Regions from separate parts of the Hordeum vulgare genome. Here region 2 is linked to region 1. The links are chromatin contacts, called in public Hi-C maps. All regions are on one chromosome and are shown on one strand. The core of a region is the stretch at or near the end of the contact, and the rest is flanking DNA. Distances in the headings are between cores, read along the strand shown. Region 1 holds the start of LOC123432717 (wings apart-like protein 2). Region 2 has its middle 110 kb from the start of LOC123432717.

Region 1 (3,768 bases), core at 50-2,549:
ATGTCTTTCTAGACATTTCCAACCAATCACCATGCTTCCTTCTTATGGAGTAACGGGATACTGGAGGTCTTAGCAAAAACAAAGAGACCAGCCTGCTTGAGACGCAGATAACTCAAGTGCATACTCCTTAAGCCCAGTTGTGATATAGTTAGCCAATGGGGATTCTCCACGATATGTGAAGTCTTGATTCTACCACAATAACCCCGACAAAGCAAGCTAATCGAACTAACAGCTCAGGCCAGGCAAGCAAACAAGATTTATATTCGCGAGTTAGCTGCATGAGCTAAGCTATATTCATCACAAGACAGAGGAAACAGAGCGGACTCGTTCGTGGTTTGAAGGCCAAAAGGTGGTTCCTTTCCCCAAGAAACCGAGCCCTAACCGTACAAGATCCCTATCTTTGAACCTAGGTCGCCCGCAAGAAGCCCCAATTTCGTAACCCTAACCCGAGGCTCTCGATTCGGAGAGCCAAGATTGGGCACCAAGAAGCCAACTTGTTGTTCCCCACGGAGCGCTTAAAAGAAAGGCGTACTGACCCCTGAGCCCGGAGGACGCGGCGGCGCGCGGCGGAGGTGCAGATCCCGAGCAGCGCGAGCAGGCTGGCCCGGCGCACCCGCCTGGGCGCGGTGGGCCGCAGCCCGTCGAGCGCGAAATTGACCTCGTCGACGCTCTCCATCATCTCCCCGTACTCCTCGGCCTCCATGAGCGTGGCGGTGGCCGGCTCGGGCTCGGGGTCGGCGTGCCTCCCGCGGCGCCACCCCTTCCGGCGCGGCGGCGGCGGCGGCGGCTGCGTGGGCGGGTCCTCGTCGAAGTCCCACATCGAGGAGGACTCCTGCGACGGCGGGAAAAGCTGGGGCTGCGACCCCGGCGCCGACAGCTCGTCGTCCCCGTCCCCGCCGTCGAAGTCGAACGCGTCCTGCGAGGACGAGAGGCCGCGCTCCCCTCCGCCTCCGCCTCCGCCTCCGCCGGCGCCGGCGCCGCAGGTGCGGGATCTGCGGCCGTAGGTGCGCACGATCATGGCGACTCGCTGCTGCTGCGGGTAGCTGCGCCTGCGCGCATGCGAGGGGGGAGAGAGAGAGAGAGAGAGATTTGGGCGTGGGCGTCTCTGTCTGGGTTTCGAACGTTTTGCTTTGCGGCTGATCCGGATTTGGGGATTCCGGCCTCGGAGCCGGAGGGGAGGAATTCGGGGACGGGGAGCTGGTTACTGCCTGACTACTGCTGGCCAGGTTTGTTAGTCTCGACGCGCTTCTCGACCGTCAGATTGTTGTTCATCTGTCGTGGTTTTGATGATACTTTTCCTTTTTTTGTTGAGATCCCGGTTTTGATGATACTTCTGCTCACCCACTGGTCGAGGAGACCGGGCCTGTCGGAGAGGAAGCAGGGGACGTCGTGGAAGAAGCCGATGCGGAGGTGGTCGTCGGAGCGGAAGAAGGTCGTCGTCGAAGTAGTGAAAGCAGGGGCGATCGGCGACGATTAGCCGCGGGAACGGACTCCCCTGAGGTCCAGCGTGCTCCTGGGCTGCTTGGAGAGGACGGAGGTGCACGACAACGATGGCGACGAGCTCATTACGGATCGGCCATGGCGGAGGAGGAGCTCGGCCCGCCTACTGACGATCCAGAGAGAGGGAGGAGGAAGAGGAAGGAGGTGGCGACGCTTGGAGGAACCCTAGCGCACTGCCTGGACGCTAAGGAATAAATAGGGGGCGAGGGAGGCCGCCTCGACGTCCGTGAGCAACGGCGTCGACCTCTCTGTCTCGCTTCTCTCTGAACCCTGACGGAAAGTAGAGGAAGAAGCAACGGTATCTACAGGAGGGGAACGAAAGGAGCACGCGGCCCAACTAGCGAGAGAACAAAGAAGGTGGGCCGGCGAGGGGGAGGAGGCCCGCTCGGTTGGTGCCAAAATAAAAGAAAGAACCCACTGGGGCGGAGGAGGAGGATTTTCTGGAGGAGGAGGTGGTGGCGGCATCTCAGCACCCTCACGACCTGGATTCTGACGAGTTGGTGGAGTCATCCTGAAGACGGACAACACATTAGCCCACAGAATAAATTGAAGGTAAAGCTGAATCAAAAAGACAGGAATATCTGAACAGGAATATTAGCAATTGCACTCGAACAAAATAGTAAGAATGCTTCATCAAAGTGACTGTCGACAAAATTCTGATTAAGATCATTTGCAAACAAGTATGAGCTAGAACTGCTCGGAACAAACGTATGATCGATATTTCATCCGATATCTTCATGGATAAGATCACACGGGCTCGAATTTACAGTAGCCATCATGTGCAAGGTAGTGCACACGACTTACGAAGCATCCCCAAATCGTAGCAAGCTACAAGGACTCTTTAAGACACAACGAGAACCGCTGTAAGACGACCATAAACAAACGTACCCACTGAATGTCGAATCCCAACCTCACATCATGCATCTGTAGGAAGATTGTCCTATAAGTCACTATTTGATATCCCACCTATGAATTCCCGAAATATCTGGTCATGCAATATGGTACACGGATACAAGGAGTAATATTCACACAACTCCTATACTAACCCGTCCAATGTATCACATCCGTCAACACATAACCAGAATCTCGGACATTCATCTAACACAGACCCTCGTGATCACAACGATACAAAGTATGGCAGTACTGGGGACATCGAGGTTATCTCGCCACTACTAGTATTGAAGCAATTACGAACATCCTTCGTTCTGAGATACTCAGAATCTGAATGATGGCGATGTGCACAAGAATCTCCTGGAGCTCAACTCCTCCAAAGAAATCAAGGCAGACAGGAGGCGCCAAGACAGAACTCCGTCACATCGATATCATATAGATTTCAAAATACCCGCGTGATACTAAAAAAATTGAGCGAGAAGATGAGTAGAATTAAGATTTCCTAAGTCGAGAACCTCACCAGAGCATGGAAGAGGAGAAAAAAGAAACCTACTCTCCGATATAACTAAGACTCAAAAGATTTTACTAGACTCAACTCGGCCAAGTACGATCACACAAAGGCTCCTATGGGCGTAAAACTCTGATACCAACTTGTAACGAATAAGATGCGGTCCTTTCCAATTTAGGGAACGAGGCCCCAAAATGGAAAGAAGCGCATCTAAGCGTTTCGCAAGCAAGATAAACATAGCACATACATAATTTAAGAATGACAAATAGGGAATTGTTTGCCATCTCCATAGATAATATCAGAGTTACATCCACACATTTATTCAGACAAGATAGTTCCGCTACAGACTACATAACATAAGAAAAGGCTATGCTATCCCGCATGCTTGCCCACGATCACGACCACGGCCTCAGTCTTCTGGATAGTTCACGTACAGGCGGTCGTTCTCCTCATCGTACTGTCACACCAGCTGCGTGCCATCAGGATCACCTGTGTCGAGCGTACCTGTACCTATTGGGGGTTGAAGTAATCTGTGAGCCACACGGACTCAGCAATCTATGACCTTGGTACCGAAACTAGTCAAGTTATTAGGTGAGGAAGGTTCAGTGTTTAGGCTGCAGCATCCTAAGCATTTATGGTGGCTAACTTACGTAGAACAGAGTTATTGATGTGGTGGTCTACGCTAGTGGTCGAAGACTAGCTGATCACTAAGTGATCCTGATCACCTACTTATGTCAAACATAACCCCACCGTGTTCCCAATCGAAGAGAGGTCTTCGAAGGGGACAGTCACGGTTACGCACACGGTTGGCAGTTTTATTAGAATTAGTTCAAGTTATCTAGAACCAGATGTTAACAAATATTCCAAGT
Region 2 (3,750 bases), core at 1,138-3,637, 110 kb after region 1:
TAATCTTCTTCCCATCACACACACAACTCTCAGTGCTGGTGCACACACATGGGCGCGAGCCAGGGCGTCCTCCTGTCCAGCACCCTGGTCGGCGCCGGCTCCAATGGCGCCCCGACGTGGCCGGAGCTGCTGGGCTCCGCGCACTGGGACAGCCTCATCGACCCGCTCGACTTCACGCTCCGCCGCTTCGTCTTTCTGTGCGGCGACCTCTGTCAGGTCACCTACGACTCCTTCAACTCCGACTCCCACTCCAAGTACTGCCGCACCTGCCGCTTCTCGAGGGCCACGCTCTTCAGCCGCACGCAGTTCCCCGCCGCGGCCGACATATCCGTGGCCGCCAACCTCTAGAGGCTCATGGTGTACTCCCTCTCCCGCGAGGCGTGGAGCAAAGAGTCCAACTGGATCGGCTACGTCGCTGTGTCGACCGACGCCGCGACGGCCGCCACAGACCAGCTTGTCATCTACATCGGGCCGCGCGGCACCATTCGAAACCTCGAGTGGGTCGACGTGCTCAAGCCCGACCTGGTCGCCCCGGACATGATCCTGTCGGAGGGCGACCCGGCCCACGGCCACGCGCGCGTCATGAAGGGCTGGTACGTCATTTACACGTCCACCAACGAGCGCTCGCCCTTCTCCAAGTACAGCGCGCGTGACCAGCTCCTGGCCGCGGTGCGGGAGCTGGTCGCGAATCAGGATGTAAGTGAGCTGTTTGCTGGACGCTCTTGGACTTGGCCACATTGCCCATCACTTTTTACGTGGGATTAAGTGGTAGCCCAGTTAATTTTTATGTGGGACTTATGACGTCCATATACTGTCCATATACTGCAACATTCATACTTTTATAGTATTTCTGAGATAAAAAATACTGTCCATATAATTTCTGAGATAAAAATACTGTCCATATTCTAAATCTTTCTTCAGAAAAAAAATACTTTCTAAGATAAAAATATTGTCCATATACTGCAACAAAATAGTACTTCTCAGATAAAAATACTTAAAATCTCTCTTCAGATTAAACATCTCTATGCAGCTTACACTCTCTCGGATAATTATTAAACAAGAAGAACTACAATCAGCTAGATAAGATGGTGTGGCGTCTTTGGGTCACAGCATCATTTCAGCAGCCAAAGTTTTACCCAAAAAATCTACAATCAGCCAAAATTTTGCCAGACAAGAAGAACTACAATCAGCAAGTCTCGGATCGAGAGCACAAGATCTGTTGTATATGTGGGACTCGCGAAGTACAAGCCGAGCACCTATACATATCAGCTCCGGTAAAAAAAAACTTATTCGGGGAAGCAGGCTGTTGACGAGAAGTGATAAGAGTGACGTGGAAACTCTGGCACACCATTTGCTCCATCGTGATCTCAGAGGTGAAGCATTGGACGGCTAAAACCTGTTGCCCTCGTTTTGGCTGGTTCTGATCGTATTCTGATACGGTATCTCGTTCGGTCATGAGTCCGGATCCGGCTCTCGTTGGAAGGGCCAAAGGCCAACCTATATATCTGGGTCGACGGCAGCCCATACTACTACTCCCCTCCAGCCTACGTCCCTCCACCCACCGGATCATCGGAAAATCCCGTAAGTTCGCGAGAAGACCAGCGACGGCGCGCGCGCACGGTTCGATCATGGCAGCCGACAGGCAGCGCTGCGTGAAGCTGATGGTTAGCTACGGCGGGAGGATCGAGCGCGCCCAGGGCCGGCCGCCGAGGTACGTCGACGGCGAGCACCTGCTCCTCAACGTCGTCTCGTCCGTCTCGCCGAGGGGCTTCCGCGACCTGCTGGCGGCGCGCGCGGGCTTCTCCGACTTCTCCGTCAAGTACTGCTACTCCGGCGAGGGGCTGGACTCGCTCTGCGACGTGGACACGGACGAGGACCTGCGGGACATGCTGGACCTGGTGCTCTTCCGGGACCTGCAGGTCCGGCTGTTCAACGACCTGAACTTGCGCCGGTTCCGGGTCTACCTGTTCCGCGACGCCGCCGCCGCCGCCGTCGCCCCGTCGCCGACCTCCAAGGCCCTCGGAAAACCAGCTCCCATGCAGCGTAGCGCGACGTCGCCGGCTCTGTTGCCAGCGAAGGCGACCGAGGGCCTGGCCCCTCCCGCTCCCTCTCCCGTGCGGCGGATCGCGACGTCGCCGAATACGTTGTGGGAGACGCCGACGGCTGGCGCAGCGCCCTCCAAGCCGCCGCTCGCCCCCGCTCTCCCACGGCGGATAGCGTCGTCGTCTCTGTTGACGGCAGACTCGACGGAAGACTCGACAGATGACACGGCTTCTTGGACCACCACCACGTCGACATCAACAGCCAGAGCTACCCAACATACACCACCCCACGCGGCGACGTTCCGGCCCGTAGAGCAGAGTAATCCGGTGTGCCACGTGGCGGCGTTCTGGCCGGCAGAACAGAGTAATCCGGTGTGCCACGCGGCGACGTTTCGGCCGACAGAACAGAGTAATCTGATGTGCCACGCGGCTCCAGTAATTTTGGTGCCGGTAATGCCGCAGGTCATAATCCACGAACCGACGATCTTCCTCGTACCCACGTTCAGTTCTAAGGCACAATCGTATACGAAATCACTTTTTACGTAACTAAAGTTACACTTTTGTATCGATGTATCTTTGCAAAATTCTCAGCTAGGTGAGGATTAGCCAATCCATGATTTTGTCTAGATTAGATGTCTCACAGCTTAAGTATAGGTTGTAGATATTAGGTGTCAAATCAAAAATTCTAGATTGATCAGTGGTTATGCATTATGGGATGTAACTTGTAGCGTGACTTGAAATTTTCTTATCGTTTATCATAAATTGTTTTTATGCTTTACCTTATATCATTGATGTCAATTCATCTATATTCAGTGTTAGTATCATCATACATTCGAAAACTTCTTATTTCACTCGTGTACATCCTAATTTTAGTGTGCGTTTTTTGGACTACACACTCATCTTGTATAGTGCAATCTCTTTAGACGAGTTTCGCTTCCTATATTCTGTGTTTTAAATTGCGGATGTTCGTTTTCGCGGCTCTTGGTCTATGTGCTACTGAAATATGCACAACCCATCTTCCTAGCGATTCCTGCGCCGGGTTTCACTATGTGCGTTAGGTTTATTCGGTTTATACGGTTTTTCGCTTTGTTCGATATTAATAATTTGCTAAATACAATATCAAATTAAGATACAGTTTGGTTTCGGTATATATCAGATTATTTTGAAAAGGCGCCAGAGTCAAACCGATGAAATGCCGTTGATTCGATCTGAATCCGACGTTCCAGTTTTTGCTTTGCATTGTAAAGTAAAAGAAAAAAATCAAGCCTAAACCATGCGCATTATCTTTTCTCCCTAATCTCTCGCGATCCATCGGCCATAATCATCCGCACTCGCCTACACCGCCCCAGCTTTACCTCCACCTCGCTCGCCTCGCGTGGCCCAGATCCACTTCTCCGTCCAGCCTCGCAATGCGTCTTCACCGGCCTGCTCCTCTCAACTCGTGTGCCGCCTCACCATCCAGTCTGGCCCACCTCATACAACCACCTCACCGACCAACACCTACCTTTGCACCTCCTTGTGTCTTCGCCCTCGAGCAACACTGGCCTCTAGTCCTCTGCGCCTATGTGAATCCTGGGCGATGGTGCGCCATGCTTGCATTAGCATGTCGATCCCCCATCCCCATGTGTGATTCATGCTTCGCTAGCCTACCGAAATTGAAGCACCCCATCTCCAAATCGACCGCGTACGAGATTGTACCGGCTAGCCG

The links. Hi-C and Micro-C count contacts between places; a contact is called where the count stands out from the background.
Region 2: a Hi-C map of leaf shows a contact between it and region 1, with 2.4 times the contacts expected there. The contact joins the enhancer-like site here to the promoter of LOC123432717 in region 1. A contact is called at or near these places in 3 of 6 Hi-C or Micro-C datasets (leaf and seedling).

Annotation. Positions count from the first base shown.
Region 1 is chr1H:308,159,279-308,163,046 of MorexV3_pseudomolecules_assembly, forward strand. LOC123432717 (wings apart-like protein 2) reads right to left here and starts at 1,300. Exons shown (of 13, transcript XM_045115413.1): 1 at 537-1,300. The coding sequence starts at 1,018.
Region 2 is chr1H:308,263,989-308,267,738 of MorexV3_pseudomolecules_assembly, forward strand. It overlaps the pseudogene LOC123410082. Among protein-coding and RNA genes, the nearest start is that of LOC123432717, 110 kb to the left of the region's middle. Within about 2 kb of position 2,388, at least 2 of the 3 cell types and tissues checked have open chromatin away from gene starts, as enhancers often do. A contact at or near this core is called in leaf, where this site is marked.